Linked DNA regions of Mus musculus: regions 1 and 3 are each linked to region 2. The links are chromatin contacts, called in public Hi-C and HiChIP or PLAC-seq maps. All regions are on one chromosome and are shown on one strand. The core of a region is the stretch at or near the end of the contact, and the rest is flanking DNA. Distances in the headings are between cores, read along the strand shown.

Region 1 (4,451 bases), core at 1,117-3,616, 180 kb after region 2:
AACAACAACAACAATGATATTACTAATAATAATGAGTTAGTTTTGTGTTGGAGCCTGCCATTTAGTATAATGTGTATACCCAATGAAACTAATTTTTCATTTATGAGTGGATATCAACTGGAGATAGTTTGGGGGTTAGAGATGGGGGCTTGTGTCTATTTTTTTTTTGCAATGGGACCCTGTATGACTTAGACCTATGTAGGCCCTGTGCATGCTGCTACCACAGTCTCTGTGAATACATATGTGTGTCAGTACTGTTGTATCTATAAGTTCTTAGTTCCTTGATGTCTTTTTTTTTTCTCTACCAGCTCTTAACCATCTTTCTGCTTCATCTCCTGAAGAGTTACCTGAGCCCTGAGGGGAAGGATTTGATGGAGGTATCCCATTAAGGAATGAGTAGTTCAAGGCCTCTAACTCTCTGAACATTGTCCAGTTTTGGGTCTCTCTATTTGTTCTCATCTACTGCAGAAAGAAGCATCTATGATGATGGGTGAGCAAGGCATTGGCCTAAGAGTATTCCAGAATGTCTTTTGGAGTTACTTTATTGCTGTGTTCCATTAGTAGAACAATAGTATTTGTTTTTCCTCCAGGTCCATGGCCTATCTAGTTTTGTGTTCTTTGTCATCTTGGCAGTGCCAGACACAGATTCTGTCTCATGATGAGTGGGCCTTAATTTCAATCAGATAGTGCTTGGTTATTCTTACAACTTTTGTGCCATTATTGCACCAGCATATCTTGTAGACAGGTCCCCACTGTAGACTGAAAGGTCTGTGGCTGGGTTACTTTTCCCTGCTGGTAATGTAGAGGACCATTGCATACCACAAACATTAGTCAATTGGGAGCAAAATAAGAATTACCATGGATTTGATAGTGAGCAGATTTGTGGAGAGATATCCTGAAAGCCTAGGAGCCCTGTAAAGGGGATGTAGAGGAACTGACAGATCTAGTATGTAGATGTAAAGAGAATGTAGAGGAATTGACAGATCTTGTATGTAGATATTTGATCCCTTTTTATTTGTTTCCATGAAATCAATAATGTCTCTTTTGTATAATTTCTTAGCCCTGAAGGTCTCTTATGATGATTTTCTTAGAGCTTTATTCTCATCATTCTCATCATGAAGATCTTTGTGGTTTATATCTACAGCCTGTTTCTATTTCCTCTTATTATGCAGACCAAGTAACTCAGTTGTAGGTATATGTGGTTTCCACAGCCAAGGCTAGATAGATTCACAGCCTAAAACTCAGATCTACCAATTTAAATATCGGCTTTTGGCTTCTTTTTATAATACTGAGAGAGAAAACTCTCTGTCTCTCTGTCTCTGTCTCTCTGTCTCTGTCTCTCTGTCTCTATCTCTCTGTGTCTCTCTGTCTCTGTCTCTCTGTCTCTCTGTCTCTCTCTCTCTTTCGCTCTCTCTCTCTCTCTCTGTGATTGAACTTTTCTTCCACAACTTAGATTGTATGTATGAATGTTGGTTCTTCAATCTAAATATTATCTTAAATGTTCTTAGAAACAGGTAACATTAATACTACATACTTGGAAATGCATTCTGCTCCTTTTTGAGAAAAAAATATGACAGAAAAAAGCTTCTTGGGCTAAAAGACATTTTTTGTTGCTTAGAAATATGACAAAGGAGTAGCCCTAAGCTTTTGGAAGTGCACCCATGGCTTAAATGGTAGTATGGCACACCATCACAGAGGCAAGAAAAAGAAGAAGAAAATTTTGTCTCTTATGGAATACGTAATAAAGTGTAATTTTTCAAATGGAAGATAGTGTACCCAGAGTTTCAAATTATAGAAAAGAGAAGACACAATTACCTATGTTAGAAAAGTAGAAGCATAGTTGTTTATGGAAATGGCAGTGACTGACAGGAGGCTGGGCAGGGAGAGAGGAGGATGAGGGAAACAGGTTCGCTGAATATTATATGTTTTTAAAAAGGGTCCTTAGGAAATTCATTGGGTAAGTAAACAGAATTACCCATATTATAATTTTCATGAATGTAAACAAAATGTAAAATCAATAGTCTCATCACTTAATAGCTAGCAAAGTGTTAAAAGAATAATGCTTGTATCTGTTTTAACAGCATGTCTTCCTTCATATTTCAGACTAATATTCATTTGGCATGTCCCAGCACTCTATTTCAGCTACATGTAGTTAGCAAGAGGAGAGTCTTCATGGTATGCAGTTTACATTGGAAGAACTTATGCACCAGAAATGTTAACAAATTTTAGTGTGTTAAGTGAACATGTGGCTAATGAAGAGCCTAGGATGCCCAAAATACAGTAAACATCTCCATTGGTGAGAACATCAACCAGCGAAGAAGGTAGCTAGGAAGTGAGGGAGCTCATTAGTCAGCTGTGGTCAGCTGCGGCTAATGTGGAAAACCCCTTTCTGACTTGAAACTGTTATTCAGAGGCCTGAGAGACAGTACATCACCCCCAACACCTTTGACACTTTGGGGTTTAAAACGTTGAGGTGTCAGTGCATAGGCCTGGGTGCTGTGGGAATCTTCTCTCCTAGCCCTGTTCAGAGACTGGCTTCACTAATGTGATGGCTCTTCCAATATTTTCCCATTTTTCTTGTTTTAGCACGCTCTCTTCCTAGAAAGTAGAATATGAAGTATTATTACTGCTTGTCATAGCATTACAGTATGTTTTGTTTTGAAATTTCTCTCTCCTGTGCTTATGTGACCAATATTAAATTGTTGAATTACTTTAGATATTTGTGAAAATTAGAAGCTTATATAGTTGCTTCTTTTTTTGTTATTTTATTTTATTTTTTAATTAGGTACTTATTTCATTTACATTTCCAATGCTATCCCAAAAGTCCCCCACACATTCCCTCACCTACTCCCCCACCCACCCACTCCCACTTCTTGGCCCTGGCATTTCCCTGTACTGAGGCAGATAAAGTTTGCACGACCAATGGGTCTCTTTCCACTGATGGCCGACTAGGCCGTCTTTTGATACATATGCAGCTAGAGACACGAGCTCTGGGGGGTACTGGTTAGTTTATATTGTTGTTCCACCTATAGGGTTGCAGATCCCTTTAGCTCCTTGGTTACTTTTTCTAGCTCCTCCATTGGGGGCCCTGTGATCCATCCAGTAGCTGACTGTGAGCATCCACTTCTGTGTTTGCTAGGCCCCGGCATAGTCTCACAAGAGACAGCTATAGCAGGGTCCTTTCAGCAAAATCTTGCTAGTGTATGCAATGGTGTCAGCGTTTGGAAGCTGATTATGGGATGGATCCCAAATATGGCAGTTTCTAGATGGTCCATCCTTTCATCTCAGCTCTAAACTTTGTCTCTGTAACTCCTTCCATGGGTGTTTTGTTCCCAATTCTAAGAAGGGGCAAAGTGTCCACACTTTGGTCTTCCTTCTTCTTGAGTTTCCTGTGTTTTGCAAAGTGTATCTTATATCTTGGGTATTCTAAGTTTCTGGGCTAATATCCACTTATCAGTGAGTACATATTGTGTGAGTTCCTTTGTGATTGGGTTACCTCACTCAGGATGATGCCCTCCAGGTCCATCCATTTGCCTAGGAATTTCATAAATTCATTGTTTTTAATAGCTGAATAGTACTCCATTGTGTAAATGTACCACATTTTCTGTATCCATTCCTCTGTTGAGGGGCATCTGGGTTCTTTCCAGCTTCTGGCTATTATAAATAAGGCTGCTATGAACATAGTGGAGCATGTGTCCTTCTTACCAGTTGGAAAATCTTCTGGATATATTCCCAGGAGAGATATTGGGGATCCTCCGGTAGTACTATGTCCAATTTTCTGAGGAACTGCCAGACTGATTTCCAGAGTGGTTGTACAAGCTTGCAATCCCACCAACAGTGGAGGAGTCTTCCTCTTTCTCCACATCCTCCCAGCATCTGCTGTCACCTGAATCACTGAAACTTATAGAGGATAAAGTAGGGAAAAGCCTCGAAGATATGGGTACAGGGGGAAAATTCCTGAATAGAACAGCAATGGCTTGTGCTGTAAGATAGAGAATCGACAAATGGGACCTCATAAAATTGCAAAGCTTCTGCAAGGCAAAAACACCATCAATAAGACAAAAAGGCCACCAACAGATTGGGAAAGGATCTTTACCTATCCTAAATCAGATAGGGGACTAATATCCAATATATATAAAGAAGTCAAGAAGGTGGACTCCAGAACATCAAATAACCCCATTAAAAATGGGGCTCAGAGCTAAACAAAGAATTCTTACCTGAGGAATACTGAATGGCTGAGAAGCACATGAGAAAATGTTTAGCATCCTTAATCATCAGGGAAATGCAAATCAAACCAACCCTGAGATTCCACCTCACACCAGTCAGAATGGCTAAGATCAAAAATGCAGGTGACTGCAGACGCTGGCGAGGATATTGAGAAAAAGGAACACTCCTCCAGTGTTGGTGGGATTGCAAGCTTGTACAACCACTCTGGAAATCAGTCTGGCGGT
Region 2 (4,457 bases), core at 798-3,297:
ACCAGACTGGGGTTGATAGCTGGCCTTATCTTTATATATCATGTCATGGCATCACCAAATGGGCTCTGAAATACCAGGGAGATTTCTAATGTGGCATTCAATGCTCTTAAAATAAAGGTAAGCTGAAACTGCAGTTTCTCTTAGAGTTAAGAGCCAGTGTTGGTAGAATGTTGTTTCTGCCACATAGTTCATCATAGTGCTTGCAAGATAGAACACACGCATGAGCAGGGGATTAGATCTCACTTTTGCAATGGAGGAATATTTTTAAAATGATGGCCTGCTAGTTAGAAGAAAAATCAGTCCTGACCCTGACTGAGTAGATACCAGCTATTTAAGAACATGCAATCCAAGATGATCTCACCTCAAGGCTGTCATCTTCTACGTGTGGATGGGCTATCCTCCTTTTTTTTTGCCACAAGGAGATAAAAATTATTAGCTTGCTAAAGGTGCACTTGTTAAAGTTAACTTATTGAAGAAAGCAGACACTGAAGTGATGCTAAGCATCCCAAAGCATGTCTTCTGTCCATGTCTCTCAAAGAAGATGGACTATGTCAGTGTTTTCTCCAATAGAAATAAGTTTAGAAGACTTTCTTGACTTGTGACTGTTATCTTACATGGGCATGGTATTCAACTGTCCTCCAAATGCTTAGGTTTATACTCATAGATCAGTGCTGTTCTAAGTCTAAGTTTCTTTTTGCAGCAGGCAACAGCTAGTTTAGAGATCTACAACTAGTCACACTCCAGAGAGTAAATAGTCAGAGAGTGCTTGTTCCTCAACCAGATCTCTCTATTCTACCCATGATGAGGCTCAAGGACCACTGTGGAAGGAGATGGGAGGACATATTTAAGAGCCAGAGTTTGGCATGGAGTGCTAAGAAGATTTCCTATGGGACAATAACATGACTCTGATGCTGAGCCTGATGACCTAGATTTCTTTCTACGATCCATATGGCCAGTAGGGGAGAACCAGTTCCTGTAAGTTGTTTTCTGATCTCTACATATAGTGAACGTGTTCACATGTATGCACAACCCTACACAGTAACACCTCTCCTTATATGCACACACAGAAAATAAAGCATAAAGCAGCTTTAAAAATAATATCTTCTGGACACAACACAGTGTTTGCACGTGTGAACTCACTGCAGTAGTGTTACCCACCTAAGACCTACACAAGACTGGAACCTCACTTTCCTCTAGTACCTGTTGGAGGCTCCTGAGGCTTCACCCCTCACTGAAGGACTACAGCCAGTTAATAGGTTTGGGGGGAAAGAGTTCATTTTCTGTGTCAGTATATCCACTGGTAAGTTGTCTATATTCCAGTTAATGACCCTCCACTCATACCCATTCAAGCAACTATAACTAAATCCATTGGATAAGAAAGAAATGTCATCAAAGTAGGAGGGGCCTTGTTGGAAAGAAAAAAGGTTTCAGGAGACAAAGCAAGAGATAAGAGAAAGAGAAGATAAGATGGGATGGATAAGAAATACATAAGAAGGTGTGAAAATGCCCCCCAAGTTCAGTGTGTACATATACAAAATTGGTGAAGAATAAAAAATAATCTTGGTTTGTATCACACAAAATTTGAGAGAAAATATTGGTGCTTATAATATACAAAGAGAACGTGTATCTTACATGCATGCTGTAATGTTTAAATATATCAAATGTGAAGGGAAATTCACATTGTTGCTAAAGCTGGAGATGTAGCTTTAGTGGCAGATGTTAGGCCTTGGGTTCAATCCGTCACAGAACAAAATTCAATACCCTTCTCAGGTTTCTCTATCACATCAGTATCCTTGTTTGCTAGCAAGGTCAGGAAGATAATGCCTGTATTTGACTTTGCCAAATGGAGAATTCTGGACCCTTCCTATGCTTTGGATCTACTTTGGTGACGGGTTTCATTCTCCATAGGTCTCAGCCATGACTTACCACAGTTGACACTTCTTTCCTGTGTCACATTGGGTATGTCTCTCCCCAGAGCTGATGACTGGTGGTCAAAGCTGCTCTAAGCAGAGGTCATACTGCTGTGGCTAACACCAGCAGTTAAACACACTGCCGCTGCCTGCGAGAGGCCCTTGCACTTCCTTGTTCTTTAAAAAGTCACATTATGTTGTGGGACTAGCTTGTAAAATTTTTGTGGGCAATCAGAAACCCTTGAAGTTTTCACACAGAGAAAGGAAAAGGTTTGCCCCGTGAGAAAGCCAGGGCTGGGTATTTTTGTCCTTTTCTTTCTAGTGCAAGCCGTCTGAGGGAAGATTCTTCATGGCAAAACAGTTCATCAAAACTGAGACCAGGGCTGAAGAATGGTCTGTGCTTCCTGTATTTACTGTTCGCAGTGATGTATGTGTGCGTTTTAGGAACTTTGAACGTCTAGTTGAGTCTGTACTTTTTGTGGCTTGTCTGGGCTCAAATTCACAACCTCATGAAGAGTTATTTTATTGGCTAAAAATGAACTCTGCCCCTTCACTATCAGATACTACAAATGGAGATAGCACAAGCCTTTGAAAACGCTTTATAATGTAGTTGAAAGGGAAACCACTCCATTCAACTTGTTCAGAGATCTGAAAAAAAACATGAACAGTGAGGTTTGATAGGAGGCCACATTGGCGTTTGATGTGAAATGGCTTTCTGAGAAGCATTTCCCCCTCACAACAGGACTAATTATTGTTGGGTCCCTTCTTGACACTTACTTTTTTTTTTTTTTTCCTGGTAATCAAGTTTCCTTTTCCTTAAAACACAAGCTAGAGCTCCGTGATTGGTCGACTCTCCCCACAAACTCACCGCTATGATTGTCCTCCAGTTAGGAGATTTTGGAAATCCCCCTGACATCCTTTTTTTCTTTTTTACCAAATATGTCTCTAGTTGTGTGGCTATGAAATTTTATCCCAAGGGCTGCCTGGCTCTTTCTGACTTTAGTACACACCGAAGTTCATCGTTTGTCTTAATAGCACAGTCCAGAATTCATAAAGCAGTTCCTAGTGGGACAGTGGCCACAGGTCCTCTCAAATAAGATTGCTTAACATTCTTTTAATGTGAGAAGAAAGCTCTGGAGAGTTACCATTTCTTCTCTGGCCTGTGGGTGGTGTTCAGGTGAATCAGAAGTGTGCCAGCATTGCCAGGGAGTTCGACCTAACTTTTCTCTGTCCCTCTGGGGCCTTTAAGATGATAACATCGAGTTATCGGCCTGCTTAAAGAGGTAGCTATTACTCCGAATTCCTTTGAAGTGTTGAAGAAAGAGACGACACTGCTCTTCACTGCCTTTGGCTCCTTCACACGGTGTCTACTTTCTGCTACCTTGGTACTAAAGTTAGGCCTACTCCTTCAGAAGACTGTTGCAGTCTTCCAGTGACCAAGAAATCTTGATGAAGCTATATGGTGTACCCATTGAGGAGGACATTTGTAACTTATCCAGGGACTTCTGGAAGTACAAGCATAAGAGTTAAAGGTTGATTTTTCTCCCACTGTACATACCTGTCCTATGCATGCACGACGTCTTCTAAACTATACTTTTGGTAAGCTACTCTGGTTTGGGTCTTAACTTGGAGTTCTTCAAGATGTGACAAAGTTTTTCTACCTTTCCTCCCTTCCTCCCTCCTGCCTCCTTCTTTCCCTTCCTGTGTTCCTTCCTGTTTTTCTACCTCAAGTGCTTTACCTTAATCAGACATCTGCCCCACACGATGGTTCATGATAAACATGGGTTAAAAACATAGACATATACCAACCTTCTTTTATAAAAAACTTTCTATTAATTCTTTGTGAATTTCCCATCATGCAATTCAATCCCACTCATCTCCTCATCCTATCCATACATATCTGCCTCCTTCCCTTGCAACCTCTCCATCCCAAATTAAATTAAATTAAATTGAAAAGATAGAATAAAAACATTGTCATGGAAGCTGTAGTGTGTCACACAGTGTGCCCTTTTGTTCACACTTCTTTGCTTGCAAGTGTTTGCTGCAATCACTCATTGGTCTAGTATGAGGCCTCTGGCTTTTGCTACATTATCAATACTGGAACCTTACTGGACACCTCCTGGTTATCCTGTTGTTGCCCTGTGTCATGGAGATCCTGCAGCTTTGGATCTGCAGGACAGCCCTTTTATGTGCTCCAGCAGATCATAGAGGAGTTAGATGTAGAGTGGGCCAACTCTAAGCCTTGGATTTGGGCCTGAGAGGTAATGGAGCTGGTCAGCCCACCAGTTCTTCTGTGCTCCTACCACCAGGGCAAGCTCTCTGGCACATCTCTGGGTAGCTCAGCCAATGTTGCAGCTGGAATGAAGTCAGCTCACTTACTGTCCTGTCCTCAGGGCTGGCTCACCCTTGCCTTCCTCACTTGGGCCAGCTCTACTGTGCTGCCCAGGTGAGGTGCAGGGCCTGCTCTAGCGCTCCCACTCTAATGACCTCTAAGCCAACTCTCCCATGGCCAGCTTACCTGCCTGTGGCAGGTGGGGAGGGGTGTGT
Region 3 (4,413 bases), core at 1,592-4,091, 170 kb before region 2:
TACTACTTGTTTTTGGGAAGAGATTTTTTTTTTGTATTACCTCTTTTCCTTTATTCTCTTCTCCCATCAGCTGTCCTACATCTTCTGATTTCCACCCTTCACATCCCCCTCCCCCCACTTTCTCCACCGTGACACTCATTCCACAGCTTGGCCATTGTTGTCTGCCTCATTAACTGCTGAAAACCTCATGGTTGGAAAAACGAATTTTTACGTATGTATCCTACTGGCTAGCATGACAAGTAAACACAGCAAGAAGAGATACAAACACGCTGTGCTTTAAAACAGTGAAGGAAAGTTCCGTTTCTGTTTTTGCTGATTCTTTCAGTCATTTTAGAAGACGTTATCTGTGGGCTTGATTACTCCATTTCCTTCCAGTGAAATTAGAAGCTTTCACTTGCATAATTATGTCTTGACCTTAAAAAACTTTGTTTTATTTTACATATGTGAATGCTTGTCTGTGTGTGTCTGTGTGTGTGTGTGTGTGTGCGTGCATTTTGTGTATGACTGTTATCCATGAGGGCCAGAAAGAGGGCATCAGATCTGCTGGAACTAGTTACAGTTGTGAGATGCTATGGGGGTGTTGGAGAATTGACCCTAGCTCTTGGGTCTTCTAGAAGAGCAGTAGCATGCTTAACCACTACAATGACCCACCTCTCTGGCTTCATGTCTTGAATTTCATCATAGAATCCAAGTGGCATGCTAGAATGGGAGGACATATGTGTATTCACATGACATGTATATTTCATTTTTTCCTTATATTAGCTTCTTAAGGTGTAACAAGTGTAGTAGGAATTCAAGTGGGTGCATATACATCAGACACGTCTGACAGGTCATACCTCTCTGTGAAGAGTATCCAGTTCATAGAGAATTCACTTTACTCTGTGGCTTCTAGCCCTTGGCTCTGATTGGGCAACAACGCACAACCCACTAAGCTGGACTGTCATTACTTCATGTAATTGCTCATGAGTTAAAGGCATCCTGATGTGGTGTGACTGAGGTATTTTAGAAATTAACAATCCTGGATTCCAGCCTCAGCTTAAGCTTGCATTAGTTTCATGATCCTTGTTAAGTCCTTTTAACTTGATGGTAGAGCTAAGGTTTTCGCACAAATGACTTAACTATTCTTCAAATCTTAGTGCTTTCTGTGCCTGTGAAGTTAAGAGGAATATGTTTGTAAGGGTAAATCATGCTTTAACCATAGGCTTAGTTTCACAGGTTTGTTTAATATGTCAAGACATGATTTTCTGGAAAATGTGTGCAAGGACCTACGAACTGTATAGCAGAATGTTCTAGAAGTAATTAAAAATTTTAGTCAGTAGTGAGTTCTTGTACTCATTTATTTCCATGAAGAAGGAAGTTGAATTCTTGCCAGGACTGATTATATAAAAGGGGCTTTTTATATTTTGGTCAAAGGAACAAGACCCCACTCAACAAACACATTTTCTTGGCTATTTCACTCAACAAACACATTTTCATGGCTATTTATCATTTTTTTTTATCTTGTTCCTGTTGAACTTCCTGGCCACAGTGACTGTATGCTTGACTCTTGAACTAGATAACATGATCTCAGAAATATGCTCTTTGGGAACTGCAGAGAGTCCAGACTTGAAGGATCAGCATAGTCCCTTGCGAACATGTTCCAAGCATCCAGCTGTTACCACTGCAATGAGCTGGTGCTTCCGCACTGGGAAGTACAGGGTTCCAGTGCCAGAAGCGTTGGTAAAATGCTTGTTCCCGAACTTTAGAGCAGATAAAGAAAAAACAGTTTTGGGGAAGTGATGGTGAGCATGGGGAACATACTTTCACAGTGATGAGGCCACAGCGAATTTCTAGGAGACAAGCTGTCACTTAGGTATGATCAGAGCTCTTTTCCCAAATACGTTCTCTCATGGCAACTACTTGGTGCAGTGTGTGGTCTGAGATGGTAACTTCCTTTCATCCCTAGTGTTCTAACAGCCCCTGTCTGAATGTATCCAGCAATGAAGTACATTACAAAAAATAAGAACAAAGGTTGTCCAGCTCAAGTGGTTGACTCTTGGCTTATCTGTGCTTTTTCATTAGTCATGTTTCAATTGGGGACTTGATGGAGATACACAGGACCTTTCAGAGGTTGCATTTTCCACGTCGCAGTGGAAGGTTTCTTTGATTTCATGGATCTTTTAAAAACATCTTAAATCAAAATACACTGTTAGAAGAGCATACCCACCGGGCAGTGGTGGCGCACGCCTTTAATCCCAGCACTTGGGAGGCAGAGGCAGGAGGATTTCTGAGTTAGAGGCCAGCCTGGTCTACAGAGTGAGTTGCAAGACAGCCAGGGCTATACAGAGAAACCCTGTCTCAAAACAACAAACAAACAAACAAACAAACAAAAGAAAAAAAAAAGAAAAAAAAGAATTGCAGACCTATCCCACAGTAGATAATCATATTAACTGATTAAGATCATCTCAGAAAGAAAAATACGTTTTTTCCTTCTATTTGTGGTTCCCAGGTTTTATGTAGAGGTATAAAATCATGTACCTATGTATTATGGGAAAGTAGAAACAAGACTCTCTAGGAGAACAAAAGGGATGCTTGGGGGCAGGAGGGAGCGAGGGTGGGGAATGAGAGGTTAGGAAGCATGGAGGGGAATGTGCTCAAATGCTCATATACTCTTGCCTGCATGAAATTGTTTTCATGGCAATGTAGTCTAATGCCCAGTGAATGTTTTGAAAACTATATACATTACTAGATACTAAATAAGCTTATGCAACCAGTGGTTAGGTCAAGAAGTATAATATCAGCAATACTGTATAAATTACTCATGCTCCTGTTGTAGGCCCAGCCCCTCTCTCCATTAGGGGTAATGCACGGTCTTGGCGTTTTGTGTTCCTGGTTTTTGTTCTCTATTTCTGGGCTGGGACTTGCCCATATGATGTAACTTTGTTGGTTGAGTTTTTCCTTCTTTTCCTTCGATATTTCATACTTTTTAATTTTCTGTTTAGCAGTGGTGATTTCAATGTTCAGTGGACGACTAATCTGTATCAAGTTTGAGGTGTCAAATTCTATGGGATTGTAGTTTGGCCAAGCCACATGCATATTTGCTTTACACAGAGTCAGATCTAATTCTAACCCTGAGTCAGTAGCTTCTCTTGAAGCTCCTAGGAGGTATTAATTATGATCAGCATTAAAAAACTCTTTAGAGTTTGTAGTATGAATATTAAATTTAAGTAAAATATTCTAGAATCATATTAAATGCAAACAGACAACAGTTCCTTATAACCATAATGACAGTATTTGATAATATTTCCTTTTTGGCATGAAAAACAATTTTGTTATATACAGAAATTCTAAGGTACATATTTACAGCTTTATTTGCTCAAAATTGTACCTACTAGCTGTAATTTAGCTTGTTTAATGTTTGCAGCTTGCAGTGACACAAATAATTTAATGTGGCTTCCTTGGGAACATGAATCACATAGATTCTAGGAATGCATTATGAGTAAAATGTGCACTTTCTTTTTTTCTGTGTGTTGTGATTACACACATGAACTTCCAAGTGTGGAGTCGGTCAGTTTCACACAAGAGCAAAGTGCTGTTGCAGCTCACAGCACGATCTTGTGCTCTGCTGCCTCTGGGCTGGGATATTGTGCATTAGGCAATGAGATGTCAATGAAAGGTTTTCATGGAGGAATGAGATTAGAGGTGGCCTTGAGGAAAGAGATTTTGTTAGGAATTGTAAGCAGAAAGAAATGTAAACACCCAGACATGCTCAGGTGGAAGAACTTCAGAAAGTCAGAGTCATTTTTGCAGAATCACCCACCACTGCTAAATTTAACTTAAAGTAGCTAAGAAAGTAAACTTATAGCATAAATAATGGCCTCATAGAATGGCTGAATGCTGATAAACAGTGCACAGAACAGAATATGAGGGAAAATGCCCGGAGCAACGCATTCAACTGAGAAAAACAGCACACTAATCTCCACCAATTCTTGAAAACTATAAAAGCATACAACTAAGATTCAATTGTATGGAAATCTTGGAGTATCTCTGGAAATTGGTGTGCTTTGGAAACTAACTTTGAGAACACTTTATTCTACTGTTTGTCTTGCTACTGAATACTTGAGTGGAAATAAATGAATAAACACAAGAAAGTAGGGGATAACCAGAAGGAATTGCCAAGTGGCAGGCTGTGAACAGCAAGGGTTAGAAGAACTCTTTTACGTGAAAATCTTTTTTTTTCCTCCCATGAAACCAAAACTTCAATGAATTCTGTGTTTTGGAGCTAATGGTAGATATTACATGTTTGGCAGCTTGTTAGCCTTTCTCTGGTCATTTTTCTCCTTAAGAATAAATAGCCTGTTCATGGGGAAGAAGACAGAGTGTGCTGCAATGCTCCTGCTCGCCTGCCGCTGTTCATAATTACAGAAGCTCGTG

What was found. Hi-C and Micro-C count contacts between places; a contact is called where the count stands out from the background. HiChIP or PLAC-seq counts read pairs in DNA pulled down with a chosen protein or histone mark.
Region 1: a contact with region 2 is called in a Hi-C map of natural killer cells, with 3 times the contacts expected there. The contact joins two enhancer-like sites. A contact is called at or near these places in 1 of 15 datasets of contacts at CTCF or cohesin (CD8 T cells), 2 of 484 Hi-C or Micro-C datasets (CD8 T cells and natural killer cells) and 2 of 115 datasets of contacts at active chromatin or transcription factors (CD8 T cells and effector CD8 T cells).
Region 3: an H3K27ac HiChIP or PLAC-seq map of bone marrow-derived dendritic cells shows a contact between it and region 2, with 2.7 times the contacts expected there. The contact joins two enhancer-like sites. A contact is called at or near these places in 3 of 484 Hi-C or Micro-C datasets (bone marrow-derived dendritic cells, group 2 innate lymphoid cells and uterus), 3 of 115 datasets of contacts at active chromatin or transcription factors (CD8 T cells, bone marrow-derived dendritic cells and embryonic stem cells) and 1 of 9 other capture datasets (bone marrow-derived macrophages).

The regions. Positions count from the first base shown.
Region 1 is chr15:5,692,840-5,697,290 of GRCm38.p6, forward strand. Gm41258 (a long non-coding RNA gene) reads left to right here. Exons shown (of 3, transcript XR_875008.2): 2 at 309-490. Among named protein-coding and RNA genes, the nearest start is that of Gm41258, 21 kb to the left of the region's middle. Within about 2 kb of position 2,367, at least 13 of the 459 cell types and tissues checked have an H3K27ac peak or open chromatin away from gene starts, as enhancers often do. A contact at or near this core is called in CD8 T cells, effector CD8 T cells and natural killer cells, where this site is marked.
Region 2 is chr15:5,515,359-5,519,815 of GRCm38.p6, forward strand. The region is part of intron 1 of 5430437J10Rik (RIKEN cDNA 5430437J10 gene); the gene reads left to right. Among named protein-coding and RNA genes, the nearest start is that of 5430437J10Rik, 21 kb to the left of the region's middle. Within about 2 kb of position 2,048, at least 91 of the 459 cell types and tissues checked have an H3K27ac peak or open chromatin away from gene starts, as enhancers often do. A contact at or near this core is called in CD8 T cells, bone marrow-derived dendritic cells, bone marrow-derived macrophages and 2 more, where this site is marked.
Region 3 is chr15:5,346,245-5,350,657 of GRCm38.p6, forward strand. It overlaps the pseudogene Gm46496. Among named protein-coding and RNA genes, the nearest start is that of Gm41257, 94 kb to the left of the region's middle. Within about 2 kb of position 2,842, at least 22 of the 459 cell types and tissues checked have an H3K27ac peak or open chromatin away from gene starts, as enhancers often do. A contact at or near this core is called in bone marrow-derived dendritic cells and bone marrow-derived macrophages, where this site is marked.